Linked DNA regions of Mus musculus: regions 2, 3, 4 and 5 are each linked to region 1. The links are chromatin contacts, called in public HiChIP or PLAC-seq and promoter capture Hi-C maps. All regions are on one chromosome and are shown on one strand. The core of a region is the stretch at or near the end of the contact, and the rest is flanking DNA. Distances in the headings are between cores, read along the strand shown.

The links. Promoter capture Hi-C pulls out the DNA fragments that hold promoters and counts their contacts. HiChIP or PLAC-seq counts read pairs in DNA pulled down with a chosen protein or histone mark.
Region 2: a contact with region 1 is called in a promoter capture Hi-C map of hippocampal neurons, with 6 times the contacts expected there. The contact joins the promoter of Slc15a2 here to the promoter of Ccdc58 in region 1. A contact is called at or near these places in 9 of 39 promoter capture datasets (the 3T3-L1 cell line, the HPC-7 cell line, cranial neural crest and 6 more), 1 of 484 Hi-C or Micro-C datasets (bone marrow-derived macrophages), 17 of 115 datasets of contacts at active chromatin or transcription factors (the 230-238 cell line, astrocytes, bone marrow-derived macrophages and 7 more) and 4 of 9 other capture datasets (adipose tissue, embryonic stem cells, liver and 1 more).
Region 3: a promoter capture Hi-C map of pre-B cells shows a contact between it and region 1, with 3 times the contacts expected there. The contact joins the promoter of Sec22a here to the promoter of Ccdc58 in region 1. A contact is called at or near these places in 2 of 39 promoter capture datasets (hematopoietic stem and progenitor cells and pre-B cells).
Region 4: a contact with region 1 is called in an H3K4me3 HiChIP or PLAC-seq map of bone marrow-derived macrophages, with 5 times the contacts expected there. The contact joins the enhancer-like site here to the promoter of Ccdc58 in region 1. A contact is called at or near these places in 2 of 39 promoter capture datasets (the HPC-7 cell line and hippocampal neurons), 6 of 115 datasets of contacts at active chromatin or transcription factors (bone marrow-derived macrophages, embryonic forebrain, embryonic hindbrain and 3 more) and 1 of 9 other capture datasets (macrophages).
Region 5: a contact with region 1 is called in a promoter capture Hi-C map of embryonic stem cells, with 3 times the contacts expected there. The contact joins the promoter of Ildr1 here to the promoter of Ccdc58 in region 1. A contact is called at or near these places in 8 of 39 promoter capture datasets (the C10 cell line, cranial neural crest, embryonic stem cells and 3 more), 1 of 484 Hi-C or Micro-C datasets (embryonic stem cells), 13 of 115 datasets of contacts at active chromatin or transcription factors (effector CD8 T cells, embryonic stem cells, epiblast stem cells and 4 more) and 2 of 9 other capture datasets (embryonic stem cells and macrophages).

Annotation. Positions count from the first base shown.
Region 1 is chr16:36,070,248-36,073,029 of GRCm38.p6, forward strand. It overlaps Ccdc58 (coiled-coil domain containing 58), which reads left to right and starts at 1,413. Exons shown (of 5, transcript NM_198645.2): 1 at 1,413-1,890. The coding sequence starts at 1,840. It overlaps Fam162a (family with sequence similarity 162, member A), which reads right to left and starts at 1,314. Exons shown (of 5, transcript NM_027342.2): 1 at 1,223-1,314. The coding sequence starts at 1,256.
Region 2 is chr16:36,783,527-36,786,308 of GRCm38.p6, forward strand. Slc15a2 (solute carrier family 15 (H+/peptide transporter), member 2) reads right to left here and starts at 1,436. Exons shown (of 22, transcript NM_021301.3): 1 at 1,129-1,436. The coding sequence starts at 1,266.
Region 3 is chr16:35,362,586-35,365,367 of GRCm38.p6, forward strand. Sec22a (SEC22 homolog A, vesicle trafficking protein) reads right to left here and starts at 1,333. Exons shown (of 7, transcript NM_133704.4): 1 at 1,239-1,333.
Region 4 is chr16:36,745,820-36,748,601 of GRCm38.p6, forward strand. No RefSeq gene overlaps it. Among named protein-coding and RNA genes, the nearest start is that of Slc15a2, 38 kb to the right of the region's middle. Within about 2 kb of position 1,447, at least 12 of the 459 cell types and tissues checked have an H3K27ac peak or open chromatin away from gene starts, as enhancers often do. A contact at or near this core is called in bone marrow-derived macrophages, where this site is marked.
Region 5 is chr16:36,692,626-36,695,407 of GRCm38.p6, forward strand. It overlaps Ildr1 (immunoglobulin-like domain containing receptor 1), which reads left to right and starts at 1,353. Exons shown (of 8, transcript NM_001285788.1): 1 at 1,353-1,589. The coding sequence starts at 1,535.

The DNA of each region.
Region 1 (2,782 bases), core at 163-2,662:
GTGTGCTATTAAAACATTCCCCATCGGAAGTAAAATTGTTGTTAAATTGTGCAAGGAAGTCTGTCTTGGTTAGAGGCCCAGCAGAGAAGTTCCAAAACATCAGAAATCTTCCAAGACACTTTAGCTTTCCATGACGTGTGCTACAGTCTAGAAAAGTAACTACTGCCAGTGTTTAAGTGACTTTCACATAACTCACAGGTTGCTGATTCTTTTGCTTGCTCTTTTGAAAACTTTGTAATACTTAATAAACATGCACATCGAGATTTTAGATGATTAGATCTTAACTGATACAAATCAAAACCAGTAAAAGAATGAGTGCTTTTTCTCTTTCTCCGTTTTCTTTCTAGAGCAGAGTGGGTGTGAGTTTTTAAGGGTGTAAGCAATGCTGACCCATTGAAAGGTCTTTCAGTCGGTAAAATCTAACCTCTTCACCGGCTACTCTTTACGCAACTATTCTCCATGTACTATTTTTTTTTTTTTGCATTGCTTCAATTACATTTACAATATACATTACTCCAATAACAAAACGTGGAGCTATTCTTTCTCTAAAAATTTAACAACTCTGTAGTAATTTGATGCCATGGAACAAAGGATAGATCATGAAAGTTCATAAAGATGATCAAAAGGTAAGCTACCCTCTAAAGACCCTCAAGATACAAGCTGCAAACTCTCTGATTTCTCAACTTGATAATTCAAGGCTCTCTAGATTTCCCCGAGGCGGGATACGTTCACGTTACCAGACTCCAAAACACTCAACCGCTCCAATGTTTACTGAGAAAACAGGCTATAGACCTTACGTTATTAGCATAACACTTTCCCCTAAGAGAGTCCCGGCACTTACCGCACTATTGTTTAAAAGTATGTACTACCACCCACAACTTAAGGCAACAATTACTCGTATTCTGTGAGATCTTTGAGTCCCTCACCTAAAGAGGGAGGGACAAGTAGGAAGGCACAAGTAGAATAACGGATAGGAGAAAGTCAGGGTGGAAAGCATTACTTCCGTGGATAACTCTTAATAGGAGCTCACAGGAGGATGGGGACCAGGTGGAGGCATCAAGGCACTAACTTAAGATGGGAGCTGCGTGAATGAGCGCCAGATACCAGGGTCTCGGCCAGCCCCCCGCGTCTGCTAAGGCGCTGCGGTCCTCACACGGTTGCAGTAAGCAGGACACCCCCACCGGCGATGCCCCCTCCTGCCGCCCGCAGACCCGCGTCTCACCAGCCGCCAGGCGCAGGCCGCCGAGGCTCCACATGGCCACCCGCTCCGCCGACGCACAGCACCCCACGGCGGCCGCGGCGCTGGCGCTCAATGTCACCAAGGGCCCGCGTGGGGAGGGCGCTGGCGGGGTGGGCGGGGCGTGCCGGCGTGACGCAGCGGGCGTGCGGGACGTGCGCGACGAGCGGAGGATGCGGCCAAACGCCCTGCCTGCCCGGGCATGATGAAGGCGGAGGAGGGAGGGCGATGTCTGCCAACTGCGAAGCGCTGAGTAGTGTTTTAGGACTGTGCAAGCGAGTCACACACGCGGAGGGACTCGGGACCAGGGCCCTATGGCGTCCGGGCTTCGGGAATGCCCGAAGGAAGCCTGCTTTCCACTTAGCTATGTTTTTAAAAACATCTAGTCATTCTCACCGCTTGCCCACCCTCACCTCCCCAAACGCCGTTAGTTTCTCGACGCTTCTTCGAGGGGCTCATCCCTCATTAGCAACCCGATGCTCTAGGCTTAGCGAGAGGAAAGGCAACCGCCCGGGCTCACGGTATTTGCTGTCAGGCAGCACCGCGGACACCTCTGCTCCACGGTGATTGGTCGGCTGCGGGGGTCCTCGTGTTCGTTCAATATGGCGGCGCCCAGTGGCAGTGTGAACTGTGAAGAGTTCGCCGAGTTCCAGGTGATGAGGTTTTCCACACGTGGCAAGCTTGTCCAGCCTTTTGTCCCCACGTCCCAGTCGGTGCTTTGGTCCGGGAAGGGAGGATAGACAAACTGTAGGAAAAGCAAGTTGCTCAGAGCTTTTTATAGGGGAGCCTTTGGAGGTCATGGGGGCTGGGGGTGGCCTTGGAAAGCGGAGGTGCTCAGCGTAGGAGGTGCCGGAGGCTCACCGGGTCATTCTGGAGCGGTCAGGCCGAGCTCTGAAGCTGTGGGTAGGGATAGTTAATAGTTCAGTAGTTCTCCGAACTTCATTCCCAGCTTCTACCAAAACTCCCCTACTTCTAAGTTGAGATTTTGTGGGAGAGAAAAAGTGAAAGAGACCTTGTGTACTTGATAAAGTATTTGGCATAGTGCCTTTTTATGTGTGTGGTGCGATACAATGAATATTTGGAAGCTTGGGGGAGGGTTAAGTCAAATACTTGGTCTGTGCTATCGCCTTCTTGATCCCGAGAGAAGGTGTAACACTTAAGTCAAATATGTGTCTTTTTTGGTACTAAAAATTTCAAAGGTTGAATAGTTAACCAAGAATTCAAGAATAACGATCCGGATGTTGATCAATTCACAATGATGGTTCTGCTATTAAATTAGAGTTGAAGCTAAACAAAAAAACAAAAAAACAAAAAAACATGACCTTTAAAAGTGTATTTTAAGTAGAGATAGTAAAATTTGTTAAACATGTCATTTCCCTATCTGTAGTAACCGTAATACTTTGAGTAGCTTGTAGGTAGTGGTATTCTTGAAGATAACCTCACCAAATTGATTTATTTGGTAAATAATTAGGCCAAAAGTATTTTTTTAACATTTATTTTTATGGGCATCGGTGTTTTGTGGGCATGTATTTCTGTGCACCACAT
Region 2 (2,782 bases), core at 186-2,685, 710 kb after region 1:
TCAAGCTGTACATAAGAGTAACTGTGCTATTTCATGCATTATGTAAAATAGTAAATATCACATTTTATTTTAAATCTCTTTCTACACAATAGCGCCACTAACGTGGAAAGGGGACAAAGATCATCTATCCTTTGAGACATTCAAACATTAACATGAGATTTATATTACCTCTTATTTCACAGGTATGTACCTCTCTAACCACCCTTAACAAGATATGATAAACTATATATAAAAAACTTAGTCTGCCTTTTACCCATGTGGATATGAATAAATCACCTTTCTATATACATGTTACTGCATGATAACAACTTGATTGAAAGATGCACTGAGTTGAAATTATTACCTTTGCAGCTCTCATCCTGAGAACTATGTAACATAGAGTTTATTTAACATTAGCGGCATACACTCTCACTGATTGGATTAACATGCAATCCTTACTGAAGTGACACCAGTACTCCGCTCTGTGTTTCATTTCTGTTACTTCAAGGAAATCAGAATCATACTGACCTCATGGTTGATACTAAGAACTCAGCAAATAATTGGTTATTATTACTGTAGCCTTTCTACAAAGAGGATTTTAATATGATATGAGAATCGAACAAGGCGATACAATCGGAAGTGCTTTAACGAGTACGAAATACAAAATATTATTCTTTGTTCCTCTATCCAACCTCCCACTTTAAAGTAGGGACACTTAGTAACAGAGAGTGGGTCTATTCTAAAGCTTTTTTGGTGTCCAAAAAAAGAAGGCTCTGCACACAAGGGAAACTAAAGGCTGAGTTTTGGTATTGGTAAGGAAAGAACAATCACACACAGTTCTCCAGACAGGAATGCTTGCCAAGTCTCCCTGGACATTCAAAGTGCTTTTTCTCCCCCAGGGAATATGCAATGAAACAGAGCAAAACTCTGGGGCCCAACTGAAAAAAAAAATCTGGCTAACCCACCCTGTTGCTTCCTTCCCAAAACAGAAGAGTCTAGAATTAATTTTCAGGTGAATTCTAATTCCATGAAAGCAGTAGTTTTTCTGCTCTAATACAGTTCAGCACAAAGTTCCAACAGCCAACGAGAAACTTCAAAAGACTTCCGTATGCTATTACTGTCAGAGACAAACCGAACTTTGGGACTCACCGGAGTTGACTTCTTTGGAGGGCTTGGAGGTCCAGGCAGCATCTCTTCAGTAGAGACAGGTGAAAAGAGCGTTTCCTTGGACTCATTTTTCTGGAAAGGATTCATGGCTGGCTCCTTACTCTCTCTCTCCTCAAGCATTTGGCTTCAGTAGGCAGCTAGGACTGCTGCCAGCCTACAGTGAAAAGGGGGACTAGGGGGAGGAGGGATAGCTACAGCAAATAGGTTTAACCCTGTGGGTGTCAGTTTCAGTGGCTGCCTGCCTTAGAGCAGAACTTGAAGCTATAGGAAAAGAGAGGGGCTGCACGCTGATTGTGCCAAAGGTAAGGCATGGGGAAGTAAGAACAACACGTCACAAGTCACGAGATGAGAAGAAACAGTGCTAGAGAATCGATTAGGGTTATCTGTTTGAGAAAAATACCTCTGCAAATGAGGACTAGATAGTACTCAAGAATGCAGCATCTTGGCTAGGCATACAGCTCAGTGGTAGAACATTATGCCCTGCAGGTCCTGAATCTGATTTCTAATGGCATGTGGGGGTGGGGGCGGGAAGAATACAACAGTGTAAACACAGAAGGCTGATTTCAGATTAATAATATCTGCCATTATTGGGCACTTATTATGTGCCATGTTAATGTATATGCGTTATTCATATATGTATGCATGCATACCTTTGGTTTTCATACATTTTACTGCTATCTTTATTATACCACAATTATTGTTCCAAGAAATCAGGAAACTTATCTAAAAATCACAGGGCCAGTAAAGTGGCAGATCTGGAATTTTCACTATGCAGAAACAGATAGGAAAAGCAGAGACAGGTATCAGCAGTCAGTCGTGCAGGTATGGAAGCCACAGAAGTGGAAACGCAGGGAGGCTAGGAAGTCAAAATGCTGTGAACAAGAAGGAAAGTCATCACAGAACTGAATCTGAGAATAAGAATGATCCGGGCTTAGGTTTTCAACATCATAGCATTCAGCTAGAAAATCCTGTAAGTAAAAAATACAAGGTTAAAGAAAATGACAGGGAAAAGAAGAGTTGGTAATGGCCCTTGCTAAAGTCGCTTTCTGTATTTTCAATTTATCTCTTCAAAAATCAGTTCATTCATTCATTAAGAAATAAAATTTAACATGTGCAAAAAATTATGAACCAGTTGCTTTCTAGGTATTATTGCAAGCATTAAATGTTCTTAACTTTCAGTGGATTTTATTCCGACGCTAGAATACTATACTCAGTCCCTTGTCAGACAAGCAATTGGAATACACATTGTGACAATAGATACATTATACCCTACATTGAATTGAATGTATATAAAATTGAAAGTGTAGTACTATATATCACTGATGTAAAAGCATTGGCTTTCACTGTGACATTTCCACACATGCGCGTCACGCGGTCTGAATGAACACAGTCTCCTTGCATTTCCTTCTTTCTCCCCTTGGTGTGTTACTTTTGCTAATCCAAAGAGGTAAGAGAAGCACAAAAGAAAGGGGGAGATATTGCCAAAGGCTACAAAGGACATTTTCTGCACCTTGGGGTTACACCCTGAGCACTAACCCACCAAGTCAGGCAATGTCAAGATGAGTGATTTCATTGGCGAATGCAAGAGAGGAAACTGAGAACGAAGAACAAGGAAAAGAGGACAATGTAGGGGAAG
Region 3 (2,782 bases), core at 83-2,582, 710 kb before region 1:
ATATTATAGGAGTTACCTATCTTTTTTTTTTAATTGAATTTAAGATCCACTTCATACACCTCATTTGAACCTTCCGGGAACCGGTAAGGTTGGGTATTTGTTTCACTTTGCTTTGGAAGAAACACAGGTTCCAAAAGCTTAAGTCATTTGTTCAACCCCTAGTAAGTAATAAGTTGTTACTAACTCTAATAACTCTATAAGACACTGCCTCTAAACATACCCAGGCTTCGTTACTACATGGAGAGGAAGGTGGCAAGTATCTCTTTGCTAGTGTCTTTTCATACACCAAACTAAAATATACTTAAACTTTACCCAGTCTCTAAAAATCAAGTACTAAACTGATGTGATCTTCTTAAGTGGAAACGGCCGATCCTTTAGTAACTTTTGGTTACGGGTGTCAGGTTCAGCTCTCAAGTCTTCCTTTACACACTAGAAGTTCTAAGTATTGTTTAAGAAACCGACTTCTCACGGTACTGGCAAACGAGTGGGTACCAGTAACATGGAATGTGATTCCGTTTTTTAAAAAAATGGTGGTTGTACTAATCCGCTGGGATTCTATCACGTGTAGCCTGGCGGGACACCCAGGCTCTGCCCAGGGTTAAGCACAGGAGGGGCGGGTTCTGAAGAGTTCCACCTGCCCCCAGGTGATGGTGATCCCGGAAGCTAAGCAGCAGGAGACTCCCCACTTGTGGAGCCAATTTCTCAGGTCTCTTTTCTGCCACAGAGAGTCGCAAAGCACCTTTAAAACAGGGCCTCACGGGATTTCCCAGAGCCAACGAGTAAGATGTCCAACTGCAACGCCCATTCAGACTTCACAAATCACAGGGTACAAGCTACCCCGCCCAAAAGAAAGTAGGAATGCCACCTCAAGCTCTCTCGGGCCACCTACCAGCCCGAGTGAGTCGGTGTGCTGCTGACATCGGGAGCCAGGGAGTCAACACTACGGCTCGCTGGCAGCCCGGGACGGCCGTCCCTCCCCGTCAGCAGCCCCTACTCCAGCCGCCCATCCTAGGACAGGCCTGCTAAACAGCAACCGCCGCCCGCGAGGCTCGCAGCCCTAGGTCGCAGGGACTCGGACCCTGCACGCCCGTCCTCCTAAGCTCTGAGGCCACCGCCACCAAGCTCCGGCTCGGACAACTACCGGTCAAGCCGAGGTGGAACTCCGAGAGAGCGGCGCGAGCAGCCGGCCAGAGCTCCGGGAGACCCAGAGGAAGCTGAAAAGAGGGGCCGGGCCATACCTGTCGCTCCGGGACCCGCGGCTCGGAGTGACGTGCCACGCAGTGCATTGTGGGGCCGGGAGTGGCCTTCCAGCGGGGATGCCCGCGTCCAACGTGGCTGGCGCCGGCGGAGCTCGCACGGGCCTATCGGACGCCGTGGGAAGCATCCAAAGACCCGCCCCTTTCCGAGGCCCGCCCTATCCCCGCCTCCTCCGGCGGAGATTGGCAGGTTTTCCTGCACCTGCGCCAGGAGATTGCCTTCTCTTCTAAGAAGAGAATTATGCTGTCCTTCGGAAATAAGGCTAATCTCCTTCACCTGCTGCTTTGTGTCGGGAAGCAGTTTGTCTCTCGTGCGCCACTCGGGACAGAGGAAAAGCTCTCTCTGGTGAACAGGGAAAGGATCTTCTTCCATCAGGCACTACACAAAGAAACTTAGCAAAACAGAGAGAAAAGCCTCAGTAGCTCCTCCCAGCCTTCACGAGGTTAAGTATTATTAAACAAGGATATGCTGAATGTCAATTAAATGGTCGGCAGCATCTTAAGCATGTTTTACAGGAATGTCCACAGCACTCCTTTTAAGGTGTAATAGGAATAAAAGGCATTAAGGTAAATTGTTACAGAAATGTACATTTGACTGGTACTGTGAAGAAAAACTAATAGGTACATTGATGAATGAGTTGTGGACTGTCGGGGAAGAGCTCCATGATTACGTACCTTTTAAGGTCAAGGTATATTAAGGGACCCTTAAAAATGTTCTAGACCCTGGAAACATGATTTGTGAGCATTTAACTGTACTAGGAAGTCGTGATGGTTGGTTTCTGTCAACTCGACAGAAACCTTCACATAGCTAGAAGAAGGAATCTTGATAAACCCTCTGTAAAATTAGCCTAGTGGGCAAGTGTGTAGGATATTGCCTTGATTGACGATGATACAGGAGAGCCCCGCCCAATGTGGGCGGTCTTCACCCCAGTGCAGGTAGTTCTATGTTGTACCAGAAAGTAGGCTGAGCAAGCAATGGGGAGCAAGCTAGTAAGCAGCACTCCTCCATGACTTCTGCCTCACTTCCTGTCCAGATCCCTGCCTTGAGCTCCTGCCCTCACTTCTTTTCGTAGATGAAATAAATCCTTTCCACACCCAGTTGCCTTTGGTCACTATGGTTAATTTCATCAATAAAAAGCCTAAAGCAGAAAGTATGTAGGGGCAAGAAGTTTAGGCTGAGATGAGGCAAGGTCTAACTCTCTTTGGCTACTTTATACAGTTCAGACTTCAGCAACACACCCTAAGATCAATTCACAGAGCTAATAAAGATTCTTAAGTAGGATCTGATTTACATATTTTAAAGCTCATTTTGCTGTTTATGGAGATGGATGGATAGGGAGCAAGAAGGGTTACTGATGGGCCAGTTTGGAGGCAGTTGTATTGGTCAAGGCCACAAATGATGGTGGCTTAAACAAAGATAATGGCAGTAGAGGCAGAAAGAGATGGACAATTTCAAGATATTAATAAATCATAGGTGGAGTTCATGGGTCTTAATGGACTGATTTTCTGGAGCAGGTCAAAATAAA
Region 4 (2,782 bases), core at 197-2,696, 680 kb after region 1:
TTAAAAATTCAAATGGAATGTTACTGTACCTTTAGAAATGGATGACAGCTCATGAAACTTCAGTGGAGAGATCTGGAGTGCCCCATGATTTATGACCTGGCTTCAAGGTCAAGGTCATTGCAATTTATTTTTCCCATAGGAGATGCTGTAAGGATTGTAGACAGGTGGGTCTACTACTAAGCATTTTGCACTGGGAAGGCTAGGTACTAATTGAGTATAGCACCCCCATGGGCATACCCAGATAATCCTTAACTGTAGAAGGCTCTAGACTGCCAGGGTAGTGAGGAAACATTTGGGGCTTTGGGAAATGACTATTTACTAATGAGAGCAGAAGAAATCCAGAAGGTGCCACAGCAAACATGATGGTCCAAGCCCCAAGACTAAGAACTATTATCAGAGGTAAGGTGTTTAGCATAAATTCTAAATCTCAGCGATTGCCCAGATAGTCTCTTAGACTGACAGCTCCATCTTCCTCCTACCTTCTCATCCTCCTTCCTTCCACATTGCTCCTCACTCCTCCAGTTCTCTCTGTTTTAGTTCATTGGATCATCCCAAAGCAAATGTCTACCATATTGATACAAAGCTTTTTATCTATCTAAACTTTTAATCACTGGTGAGACTACACTATGGTTTCCAAAATTTATTCGTGTCTTCTGACCTATCAGTGCCTATTTTTATGCTCTTGGCTAAAAAGGGTTACTAAACTATTCTATTTTTCTTAAGTCCAAACAACTAAGTAAGTATATTCAAACAACTTGATAGCCATGTGGGGAAAAAATACATATAAACTGAAAGGCAAAATAGTATTTTCATTTAGTTCTTAAATAACAACAGTTAGTTACTATGCGATGCATGTATTTGTTGAGTGTGGAACAAATTCTCTAACTCTAGAAGTAGGTCAGACAACGCCATCTTTGTTTTCTCTCCTGCATAAAGTTTGTCTTTCCTTTTTTTAAAACCATAGCAAGCAATAAAACAACAGTTCTGAAATGGTAAAGTCGCTGATAGGAATATAGCCTTACTCAGTGTTAAAACTGTGACCTCTCTTGAGATAGTGGTTTATATAATACCCAAGTGCTTTTGTTCCTTTTGAAGATTCAAAATGTGCCTGGTACTATGACTTTGTCACAGTGCCCTCTTAGTTTCTTGGTACACATTTTGGAGAAGTACTGAATGAATTAAACAGTAATTACTAATAGTTGGAATCAGATATAGACTAAAAAGTCATAGGTCAGTGAACCAATTTGCATCTCACTGTGTTTACTTTGGGTGACACAAAACAAATGGTCTCTTGAGTTGACTGTCAGTGATTCACGGGCTCTAGGAGTTTATGTAATGGGTTCAATGTAGACTTTCAAGAGAAATAAGAACACTTCTGCACAACAATAGCCCTTACCTAAGGCAGCACCAGTGGTGTTCTCTGCTGCAGCTGAACTAAGAGGAATTCAGGGAGTGTCCGGACGATAGAAGAATGTCACATGACCCAAATCAACGGCATATGAAGAGGCTGGCTGGTTGAGCAGTCTCCAGAGTTTGAAAGTAGGGTGTTTTTAAACAAGGGCTGGAATATTCTAGAAATTCAGATACTGTTCTGGTGGAAGCCACAGTTTCAGGTTACTGTCCTGCTAACTGAAGGAGCAGCAATGGCCTCCACTCCCCAGAGACAGCCTTGGGCTCTTGGTGAGCCTTTGACACGGGTCAGTTTTTACAAGCACACAAAGATAGGCATATGTACTAAGACTGGAAACCTTTGTAGCTTCTGATGGACACATTTTGTTTCTATACCAAAGAGAAATCCTCCTGAGTATTTGTTGGTCAACTTACAAAACTGCATGTGCCTTTACATTTCTCCACGGCCCTCAACAAGTTTATTATCCAACTTGAAAAGCAAACCACATATAGTTTACACACATGCCATCTATAAATCAAGGGATGTTGATACACACTCCAAAGTGGTACGAGAGGTGGCTAGACTACTTCAGAAAGAAGATGAATAACTAAGGAAGTTCAGGAAAGAACAGTGTAGACCATGAAAGTCAGGAAAAACAATGAGGTTCGTGGCAAGTATTGCATAGTATTTTGAGGAAATGATAAGTAGTTATTGTAGCTGTTTGGATGATGCTGGAGGATGTAGAAGTTAAAAATAGAAAGTTGAACATAAGGAGGATGCTGCACTTCCCTGTCCTCCATGGGGCCTTTTGTTATTTATTTTTTTTCTGCTGAGTTTGTACAAAGCCTCAAAGTCCCTCTCAACAGAGTTCTCTAAGAAGCCACTATGAAGCAGCTGGGACCAAGGTGTTTTTTTTTTTTTTTTTTAAAGATTTATTTATTTATTATATGTAAGTACACTGTAGCTGTCTTCAGACACACCAAAGAGGGTGTCAGATCTCATTACGGATGGTTGTGAGCCACCATGTGGTTGCTGGATTTGAACTCAGGACCTTTGGAAGAGCAGTCAGTGCTCTTATCCACTGAGTCATCTCGCCAGCCCGGGACCAAGGTTTGAGATGGAGCAATTCACCATTCCCTGTCTGGCCTAACACTCTTTGCTCACATGATTTTTGCTGTTGTTTGTTGCATGAACATTTTTAAAGATAGAGTTTTGTAGCACTAAGTGATCTATGAAGTTGATTTTGATTTGAGTGTTCTGATTTTGACTTGAGTGTTCCGCTTTGGAGAGTCTAACGTATTAGTATACTTTATTCAATAGGAAACTGGGGGCTTGGGAGATGTTTCAGTGGTCAAGCATGTATAGTGGGCAAGCATGAGGATCTGAGTTCAA
Region 5 (2,782 bases), core at 103-2,602, 620 kb after region 1:
TTTTCTGGAAGTAAAGAGACTATAGGAAAAATATTTAAAGTGAAGAGGCCCATTGAGGGGACCAGAGGACTAACCCAGAAGCGTGTGTGTGTGTGTGTGTGTGTGTGTGTGTGTGTGTGTGTGTGTGTGTGTGTTTCTACAGATCTAGGACAAGCCTGCTTCATTGGCTAGGAAGGGGATAGAGAACACTAGCAGCAACAGTGAAGAGAGTGTCCTTGAAAGCCTAGCAAGACAAGAGAGGTAGGTGCTCTTGAGAAATAATAGCTGCATCCTGTTCAGTGACCAGGGTGGAGGCCTCCTGAGCTCTGTTTAATAGCACTTTATAATGCTATTCTTGAAGCAGGTGATGGGCAGGGGAGGCTGGAGGTGGGAGAGGTGAAAGGAGGAACAATCTTCTTACAGGAGAATATAGCAGACAATGAAAATCCCTATAAGGAAAGAGTGTGTAAACTGCCTTGCTATCTATTTACATTGCCCAGAATATGCGTGACTTTCCAAGTTAATGTCTTGATTGGTTTGATAAGGCCACTTTGCCTTTCTCCCCTTTCTTTTAGTAGTTATAAATTCCCATGGCCCTACTCACTTCCTGCCAAGGAACACTAAAGACTGGGTATGGTGGCTAAGAGAACTAGTTGTCCTCACTGGGTCAAAGGTCTAAACCTTGGTCTTGAGCTATCTGAGATCTGTGCATGGTTGCTGAGCTACGAGGAAAGATGGGTGGAAAACCTAAGGAAAAAATACATCACCACTAACCGAATCTATGTACAGTGAGAGAGGGTCTTTCTTTCTCCATTACACTTTCCCTATTTTCCTGTGAGCATGTGTTCATTTTATAAGCGTGGAAAAATAAATTTGCGGTCTCTGGTTCCTGCTCTACTTTTTAGAATCTTTAGTTTGAATAAAGAAAGACAAGAAGACATTAGGTATAAACATCAGAAGTGTACAGAAGTGTATTTTCAGTGTGTGTGTGTGTGTGTGTGTGTGTGTGTGTGTGTGTGTGTGTGTGTGAAAGGGAGGGGGAGAGAGAGAGAGAGAGAGACAGAGGGGGAGGGAGAGAGAGACAGAGAGACAGAGAGAGACAGAGAGACAGAGAGGTGCATCAACGAGAAATACTACTCCCTAAGAAGTTGCAGCCACGTAATTCTAGAACCAGGAAAGAATTGCAAGGGGTGAGGGTGACTTAGAAATTAGGGGAGCCAGTGACAAGTTCCTCCGCGCGCGCAGACGGAGACGGCTAGAGGCTCTGTTTCCTGCGGAGATGGGTCACCTGGCAGCCTGTGACAGGTAGGGCGGAGGCTTGCGGTCCCCAAGCCGGGGCGGAGCAGGAAACCGAGACAGCCCTGGGCTGGGGCGGAGCTCAGAGAGCCTCAGGTACCGGTGGGCTGGGCCGTACCTGTGGGGGCCAGAGGGGACGCTCCCGTCGCATAGTTCGACCTACGGGCTCCTCGGAGATGCGTGTCCTGGCCGGCGGCTGATGAAGAAAGACTCGCCTCTCCGGGGCCCTTGAGCCTCTGTAGCCAGCGAGGGGGCCAGCATGGGCTGCGGATTGCTCGCTGCTGGCCTGCTCCTCTTCACCTGGCTCCCAGCAGGTGAGCCCTGAAAAAAGGGGGAGTCCCATCCGGGGCCACACGAGACAGGAAGCCATTTGCCTGGCCCTGCAGAGCCGGCCACCCGCGGGGCGGTGCACTTGGGTAGCTCCTGGCACCGGGAGGTGCAGGGGCCGGATCGAGAGTCGGCCAGTGGGAACCTGTTGTTTTCTTCCTTTATTAGCCCAGGGCCTTCGGAAACATGCAATCAAAAAGAAACCCCAGCCTTTGGATTTACGCCCCAACAGGTGTTGTTAGATGCTTGATGCCTAAAACCGAATCTATACAGGCGAAATCACCATTCTTCAACTTCTTAATACCCCTTTCCCTGTCCTTTACCCCGTGTCAAACTTGCTTTCAGAGTGTAGATGCGACGACAACCATTTTGGCCCAGAGTACATTTATTCTTTCCTGACAAGTTAGATTGCGTCGGTAGTGTATGAAGGAGTGTTGGGCATAAATTTGAGTCTCTTACAGGCCATCCGCTAGTACCTGTCATTTGATATTTTCCTCCTTTTTGCGTCCACCTCCTCTTTATCAGCCCGTCCGGCTGCCCTGCACCTTTCTTTCTACCTCCACACTAAGGGTCTCACTCAGAATCTGAATGTCTTAAGGTACCTCTTGGAAACAGGGCAAAAGGTCTTGTCTGTGAGTGAGGCCGAATAGGAAAGGAGAGAGAAGGGAAGGCTCTCTGGGCTCTGTTCACATTAGCCTGTAGCTGTGACTCTGCAAACAAGAATTTTCATTTCCTTTGGACGGTCCACCCAGTTTTATTCCGACTCACTTCCCACTTGCTCCCCTTTGGGAATATCAGTTTGCTCGCCGACCAATTGGAAGCTTCAATGGTTCGTCCAGGCAGATGTAATATGAAAATGGAGGCAGAATGCCCTTTCTATGAGCTAGAGAGTTGCTCAGATGTAATCAAATCTCACGGAAACTAGAGTCTACCAGAGCTTAATGTTGGGAATAAAAGGAGGGAGGGTTGCAAAAGGGTAGGGAACCGAGAAAAGGCAGCATTCCTGTGGCAGGCTGGCTTTCAACTTGTTTGGCCAGACGGAGGCTTTATAAGATGTCTAAAGCTAACAACTAGATGCTGAACGTACACAGTGGACAGGAAGCATGTGTAGCCTCGTTAGGCTTTAGGTACTCAAACACCACCAGAATAGTTAACCAACTTAGACCCTAAGTGCAAATTT